2 separate regions of the Bicyclus anynana genome follow, and region 2 is linked to region 1. The links are chromatin contacts, called in public Hi-C maps. All regions are on one chromosome and are shown on one strand. Each heading gives the region's core, a stretch centred on a gene start, on an enhancer-like site or on the middle of the called end of the contact. The rest is flanking DNA. Distances are from core to core; before and after follow the strand shown.

Region 1 (4,189 bases), core at 569-3,068:
TGGTGTGCGGCTTGGGGAGAAGTCGCACGTTGTGGGGTAGTCGGCCGTTGTTGAGGCGATGGTTGCTTTTGTTGCTGAGGAGGCTGCCTCTGTTGTGGGGGAGATTGCTTCTGTTGCGGCGGGGCTTGCTTCTGTTGCGGTCTGGACGGCATTTCCTGTCGCGGCGAGGTGTGCTCGTGATAACTCTGAGGTTTAGGCGACTGAGATCTTTGCGGCGATCCACCTCGGGCGTACGCTTGCGGGTACATTTTTTGTTTGGTGAAAGGTTGCGGCGATTGCCTGAAGAAATTCTTCGAGAACGGGAAACCAACGGGACCCTCATCTGCGAAGTACTGTTCTCTATCGATATGTGGTTGAGGCGGAGGAACATATGTGGGTTTGGGGTCGGCGTAGTGAGTACCGTGGTCGACGGATCTGTTTATCACGGGCTCATCTCTGCCTTCTACGAATATAGGGATGTGCCGGACGTTCGAATGCTGCTCGGGCTGCGGCGGCGGGTGCGGGTGGTCCTGGTTGTGTCCGCTCATTTTGCTGTTGGGGTTCACTGTGCGTTGGTCGGGGGGCGCTGACATAGACCTGTGCGCTCTCTCGTCCGCATCAACGACGCTGGGGTCTGTGGCGCTCTTTTGTCCTAGATCAACTGTGTTCCGTAGGCCGTACTGGGGTAAGGTCTGCTCGTCGTGCGAGGGCCCGGCGTCGTGCTCAGTCTGTGTGGCGATGGTCTGCTGCTGCGGCGACTGCGGCGGGGAGCTGGGCGGCTGCTGGAAGGGCTCCTCCCGTGAGCCGAACCTCCTGTTCCAATGCGAGGGGAAGTGTTCTCTGAAGTCTTGCGGGATGTCGTCGAAGGGGAATCTGTCGAAATCACCGAAACTGTCGGCTGTGTCTGCAACAACGGAATAATAACATTTTTAGTTTCATTGGTCTAGATATTTTTTTTGAAAAACTATGTTTAATGTTTAGTTTTAATTAAATTTCAAGATTACTTTGACAATTGAACATTGCAATTACCATTGCAATGCCATCTAGGATAGTAACTTTTAAGAAATTAAGTTAATTTCTAAACTTGCACATGAAAATCATAACATATAGGTATGTCTAAAATGAGTGTACATTAAGGGCGATGCCTCATTAGTTTTTTTGGTCATAAGTCACAACCCTGTCCATCGTCATGCCCGATCTCTGACAGTGCATCACCCTCCCCTCCCCTCGTCTCGTCGCCCGTCAATCTAGTAAAACGTCACTTGCGACGGCGACGCAACGCTTTAATGTGACATCTATACTAATATCATAAAGAGGTAAAGTAAGTGGTAGTGGCGACTGTCACCATACATGCTATCTGAAAAACACTTTAAGGGTTTAACACTCTGGACCCACTAAACCGATTTTGAAAATTCTAACTAAAATACACGTTATTTGTACGTATCACAGCTATATTTTATCCCCGTATTCTCACCGGAATGTGAATTACGCGGTTGAAACCGCAGGCTACTTTAAAATATACGGAATGACCTATTAGCTGTGACGATGCAATGGCACTAATGGGACAGAAGCCTATAGTCTGGCAAGTTCGATAATGACACTCCCATGATATGCGGGCGACGGGGGGAAAGAAAGTGTGAAATCGTACGTGCGGGGAAGTGAGGTGCATCAGTGGGTTTTACAGCGATGTACATGTAGCGATGAATCTACATGCCCTCCGGCCCGCGCGGACCATCGGGAGTGTTGCGAACGATGTTGCCAAGCTTTAAGTAAGTGATCCGTTACCGTGTACGCCGTCCTGGCTGGAGGGGCGCCGCTTCCTGGCCCAGGTGGAGGGGCGCTGGCGCAGTCGCGCCGCGATGTCCGGGTGGCGCGCCGCTAGCTCGCTCCACGCGCCCGTGCCCTCCTCCTCGTCGAACGGGAAACCGCGCTGAGGGAGGACAGACAACATCGTTTCTTTAGATATTCAATACTGTTTGTTTTACACTATGATAAATAATTCTATAGACCGGTCAAATTAAACCAAAAATAAGAGTAAAGTAACCTAAATTCCCACCAAGCTGAAAATCGGTAAGATTGTTTAAAATATCATTAAAAACAAAATTTAAAAGTTCCCCATCTTTCCCTTGTAAGGAAAAAAAATTATTTAAGGTCAAAGGTCAAAAAAATTAGTTTTTCGCGATTTTCAGCAAAACGGTAAGTTTTATCATAAAAATACCTTAAACAAAATTGTAGATCATAAAATTATCTACAAAAAATTTATTAATACTTTTTTTCTACTAGCCACCGTTTTTGAGATATAACGATTCAAAAAGTTGTAATATTTTTTCCTTACAGGGGAAAAATGGGGAACTTTCAGATTTTATTTTTAATGATATTTTAAACAATCTTACCGATATTAGGCTTGGTGGGAATTTTTGTAACTTCGAATGTTTAAATTGACAGGATTACTATATCATTTCAACAGATAGAGTCGCTCCTATATATGAATATGGAGCTTTGCCGCATCACGCTACGAGTACTTCAGTCCTTAAGGGTTGGCAAGTTTAGGATGATGTTTGATGCAACGAAACACTGTATCTATAAAACATTTAATTTTGCAAAATCAGTTCTTTGCTAGTACCCTAGTATTTGAGACTAGGCTAGGTTAGTATTAATCAGATTTTTTTGAGACTTTTTTTTAATTTATTTATAAATCACACTGCACATCACACTAAGTAAGTAGTGTGTTTGTTCCTCATTTGTGCAGAGACTACTGAAGTGATTTGGCTAAAAATTTGGAATGGAAATAGATTTTACTCTGAATTAACACATAGGCTACTTTCATCCCGGAAAAATCCATGGTTTCAGCGGGATTTGTGAAAAACTGAATTCCACGCGGACAAAGTCGCGGGCGAGTATGTGCGTGGCGAGGACTTCATTTAAGAGTGTTACCACAAAACACCGTATCTGAAGATACAGTGTAACGTCATAGCAAGACAGCGTACGAATCAATAACAATAATTGGTCTCCGTTTAAACGAATGTAAATTAGCAATCTCAAATTAATTACATCGAGGCAGCGGAGCGTGCGACAGCAAAGCGAGTAGGTATAAAGTATCGCGAAGAGCTCGCCATTTACGGCGCGGAAGGTCGAGAGGCGGCCTTACATGTCTCCTCTCCAGACTCCCGCATTACGCGCGCCCGCCTATCTGACTCCGAGATGAAGTTGTATATTAAATACATGTCATAAACGTTTTTTTTTATTTTTACAAGCTATTTAATTAACTGACGACAAGCTATTATTTGCCTACGTCGTTCGTTATTTTTTTTCCGATTGTGTGATTGCCTAAGGTCATTATGGGACCGCAGCGGCGTCACTGGGGGATTTGGGCATCGCCTGATGAGGCCTGAAGGCTGACGAAGAAAAAGGGACGGAACGACTCTACAAGGGCGTCTCCTATGAGACTCGGACCTCGGCTTAGGCTCAGCACAGCTATTCTCACGATGTTTTTTATAACTCGCAAGTGCGAGTTTCGAATTCACCGATATCTATCTCATTCTATAGTATCGTGTTAAACAGAGAGAGATAGAGGTGAATTCAACTCGTACTTGCGAGTTATAAAAATATCATCACATAATAGCCTAGCAGCTCGCTATTTTTGAAGGGTGATAGTGAGTTAAAAACCCCACATCCGAGTGACGTTAAATATCGGGGACCTCGTCTTCGCCGGCGAAGACGCTGTGTAGCTTGTGTTTGTGTTGCCTGGGAAGCATTGTCGGTCGTCATGTCGTCGTCTGGATCGTAAAGGATATTTTTGGGTCGTGTTTGTTGCATTGCAACTGGTCGCGTGTTGGTCGCGATCGGCATCGCGACTAACACACGGTCAGTTTTATCGGCTGAGTCTTTAGCGCTGCAGGCATGTGAGATTACTTTATCGACAGTGGCTGACATTATAAGGCCACCAACCTTTTCATTCCTATGTATTTTTGTTTAATTTTTATACCCATAAATGGTCACGGTGTACAAATACAGAGTGTATAATAAATAAAGCTAAAGTTTCAGAAAAAAATATCGGTTTATACAATACAACTACTTCGTCGATAAACATGTTGATCAATGCAAAAAAAAGAAACCGTTCATTGACCTCGAGGAGCAATGTCCACTGGATCGAAGGCGTGCGATAGCCAGACGTACCGCATTTTAGTTAGGCTGAAAGTTTGTCAGCCTA
Region 2 (4,189 bases), core at 1,133-3,632, 37 kb after region 1:
CCTTTACAACTTATGATATGAATTAATCTGTATCCAATTAGTTACTAAAATAATGAAAGTTGACAAATAAATGTATCCTGTATTGACACAAAATATACATAAACTCCACAGACTTAAGCAAAAAGATAGACAGCATCCTCATAAAATTAACAACAAATAAAAGCATCATATAAATTTTGTTAAACTTTATACAGTTTAGAGGACCTAATTATGTCACTTAATGCCAGGATAATCAGTCTATTTTTGGCTAATCTTGTGTCTTAGGGATAGGAAATATATAATATCAAACTAACCTCACAAACAGGCGGTTAGGTTGCACTCAGGAGCACTTGTGTTATAAGCAGGCATCAACTGTCCTGAAAAACCATATCAGATAGTTGCAAAACCTTTACATTTTTCTTTTATCCCGTAATGTTAGTTTCAAACAATCAACCGCGACTTTTAACGATTGTTGCATCGAGAGGAGTAATTGGAACCGAGCCAAAATTGCATTAGAAGCAAGCAAAACTGAAAATCATCTGTCCATTGATGGGGAATCTAGGCAGACGACACAATACCACGAGATTAGTAAACAAATGGGATGACCGCCAAATTAGTTATTGCATAACCCTGTATACACAAAACTGATAGAACGTGCATGGGAAAATCATGTGCAAAGCATAGAAATTATGTGTAAAATTAACAATGATTAAATAGATACTCACAAAACTTCTTCCTCGTAGGGGCATTTCACTTTTCTCACAATTTATAAATCAAAAATACATATACCGTTTCAGCAAAACTAAACACTTACTATAGATCTAAAAATTACACTCGTGTCATTCACTAAAGCACCAGCACAATTTCCAAACAATTTTTCATGCGTTTCACATGTAGTTTTCAGTCAGCAGATAAATTTTTGACAGCGATGTGCTCATTCTAGAACAATCATTTTCCAATGAAAAAAATTCTTTACACGCATGTGTCTAATGGAATATTTCAAAATTATACAAAAAAATAATTTAAAAATAATTTAAACCCAAAAAGATGTTTTTATAAACACTTAAATATTTATTTCAAATTAATGTTACAAACAAAATTACCGAAGTTAATAATAATTATGTGGAAATGCCATTTCCTGAGTATGTATATAGTCAGTGGTGAATGGAGGTGGCTTAGAGGAATAGTTTAATTCGTCTGAGGGTGATTGTGAAGGTAGTGGACATACAGTAATTAGCTGTGGACATGCATTGTTCCAATAAATTTTGTGTCCCCATATCTACTCTAGAGACGTACTGGATAAGACCTTTGCTTTTGAGTGTAGGCTCAAATCCAGGCCGGGGCATGCACTTCCAACTTTTTATTTATGTGCATTTTAAGAAATTAAATATCACGGTTTTATTATTGTCTCAAACGGTGAAGGAAAAACATTGTGAGGAAACCTAAATACTTGAAAATTTTCTTAATTCTGTATGTGTGTGAAATCTGCCAATCCGCATTTGGCCAGCGTGGTGGACTAAGGCCTAACTCCTCTCGTTTTAAAAGGAGACTCGTGTTCATCAGTGAGCCGAATACTCCTACTCCTATAATTTTTACACAGACTAACAAACACATCGCTTAGACTCGTAACACAGAATATTCAACTAATTTATCGATGTTTTGCTGTTCCGGTTGAAGAATCGTTTCTTTTTACATAATATTTAAATGTTACAAATACTTACAAATAGAACGCATCTTTATCTTATAGTAAACTACGAGTAGGAGTTGTTGACCGTTATGCAATTTAACTACACAAACTGCCACTTTTAGGACTATACGACGAAAACGTCTTTTTTCATAAATGCGTTAGATCCCCCATTGCCACTTCAGCTTCGAAACACTGGCAATGGGTCGGTAATGGACATAGTTTGAAGAGCCAATGGCCATTGGGGTCTCAAGGTGCTTGAATGGCGGCCCCGCACTAGAAAGCACAGTGTTGGTCGACCAATCCCACCAGGTGGATTGAAGACATCAAGCGTGTCGCAAGTTTTTGCTGGATGCAGGCGGCTCAGTATCGTGATGTTTGGAAGCCTCTGCAAATGGTATATGTCCTGCAGTGGACGCCCGATGCGTTAAATCCTTGATCCTATACTTTGTCAAAGGGGTAACGTCTAGCGAGGCAGGTCCCTCTAAAATTCGTCTGCGGTGGTTTATACCTGAAAAAATTCCCATATAAATTTTCATTTCATACACATATCACTTTGACACCTATATGTATATAAGACATATCATCTGTGTATATATGCACCTATCTCACTGAATTAAGGTATTTTTATGAATTTTTTGAAGGTAGCACTACCTCAGACGAATTATAATTACTCTATGATACCTATGACAAAAAATAAAAAGAAAACAAATCTGTCAAAAATTTCAATTTGTGGTCAATATTTGTTTTGTAATTGATAAATCCTTATCATTTTCATTATATTAGTCTTAAATCATTAATAAGTACGTAATTATATGATAATATTCAAGTCAGTAATTAATCTATCGTTGTATAGCTAAATATTTCAGCTGTAATTCAATTTTGTTTCTTTAACGCTACAGAATGTAATGTAACACAAACTAACCTAACCTTTGATAATCTTGGAAGATAAAACTTTACACAATAATTGTATCACCATGGAAAATGTTTTAATACAAAATAAAGTGAGGCTTTTATTTGAAAAGATTTCTGATCCGAATTATGTTATGAACAACTATTATGCCGACCATTTCTTTACAAAAATTAGATGCGCCGACCCCGGTAAGTAATACATACTTATTGACTTCAATATATCTTATTTTATACTAAGCGGTTTAGTTCCTCTTTCCTTAAACGCACTGCAAAGATGTGGAATGCTCTTGCAGCCAGTGTTGCCAGTTGGATCTTATGAGAAGTTACCCGAAATATTAAAAAAAGTAACCTTTTGTTACGAGGGCCTACGAGTTCCATCTAACAAACTATAAATATACTAAACTATCTATATGTTATTATAAACATTGTCTGTTATTTGCTGATAATAATTCTTCAATGTCATGATTACAGTTTTTCGTTTATAAGATACTGATTTGACTAAACCTAAAGATTCTATCTTTAGCTTTATTATTTAAACTCAGATTAAAGTAAACTATTTACATTTTATAATTAATTTAAATATTATAATGATATTAATTTCATAATGTTAGACTAAGCCGTAAAACTGTATAATTAAAAAGTAGTTGTAAGATACAGAAACCATTTTGAATTGTAAAACTGTTTGAGTCATAGTCGGTAATTATTTTGTCGTCTGGTAGTCAGTCGAGCGCGATCTTTGTTGGTGATAATACACTTTGTTGGAACTATACGAAGATTTTCATTGCTGAATACACATTCCTGACGTCACGCTGCCCGTCTCAGTAATACTTTTTGTGTAAAAAGTAACCTTTTGACTACTACTACTCTTGCTTTTTGCGTTCCACAGCATGGCTAAACCACCATTTCAGCCTCTGGGGGCTAAAGTAATTTTGTTTTTTTTTTTAATATCTGTCTGTTACGAATCTAGTATTCGTAACAGTAACCAAGTACTAAATTACTACAAACCGAAGGAGATTTTACTCGTAAATAGAATCATCTTAAGTAAGGCCCTGATTGTTTGCCTTTTACTTATGGTATAAGAAAAATACAATTAAAGAGCAAGGAATTAAAAAACAATAGACGTTAATTTCTTAAATTCATACTTGATTTTTTTAAGAAATTCAATGTGACTGCAACTTGCTTATTTCGCAACGTCAATTGTAACGTCTTCATTTATAGTGAGATTGACACAGAAACATCGATGAGTTCTTGAGCATTTGTCCGCATTTCTTGATTTAACGACCGTTCTGTTTTAGATATACGAAATTGTAAGTTAATTCTAAAAATTCCGAAATATCACGTAAAAGTAACCTTTTTATTAATGTAACCTAAAAGTTACCAATGCAGTCAAAAAATCACCTAAAAGGTTACAAAAGTAACCTTCTGGCAACACTGCTTGCAGCTTCTGTTTTCCCCACCACCTACAATATGGGTATCTACAAGTTAAGATTTAATAGGCATCTTCTAGGCAAGTCACCTTGAGCTGCATCATCGCTTACCATCAAGCGTGATTTCAAAAAAATTCATCAACTAAGTGGCGACTGTATTTTTTAGAATTAGTTTTCTAAACATTGC

The links. A called contact is a pair of places that touch in the nucleus more often than the background predicts.
Region 2: a contact with region 1 is called in a Hi-C map of whole larva, with 7 times the contacts expected there. The contact joins the promoter of LOC112050516 here to the enhancer-like site in region 1. A contact is called at or near these places in 2 of 2 Hi-C or Micro-C datasets (whole body and whole larva).

The regions. Positions count from the first base shown.
Region 1 is chr11:14,908,928-14,913,116 of ilBicAnyn1.1, forward strand. LOC112050521 (BAG domain-containing protein Samui) reads right to left here. Exons shown (of 3, transcript XM_024088805.2): 2 at 1,765-1,909; 3 at 1-883. Among protein-coding and RNA genes, the nearest start is that of LOC112050513, 15 kb to the left of the region's middle. Within about 2 kb of position 1,819, at least 7 of the 8 cell types and tissues checked have open chromatin away from gene starts, as enhancers often do.
Region 2 is chr11:14,945,664-14,949,852 of ilBicAnyn1.1, forward strand. LOC112050516 reads left to right here and starts at 2,383. Exons shown (of 5, transcript XM_024088797.2): 1 at 2,383-2,764. The coding sequence starts at 2,641. LOC112050521 (BAG domain-containing protein Samui) reads right to left here and starts at 937. Exons shown (of 3, transcript XM_024088805.2): 1 at 705-937. The coding sequence starts at 728.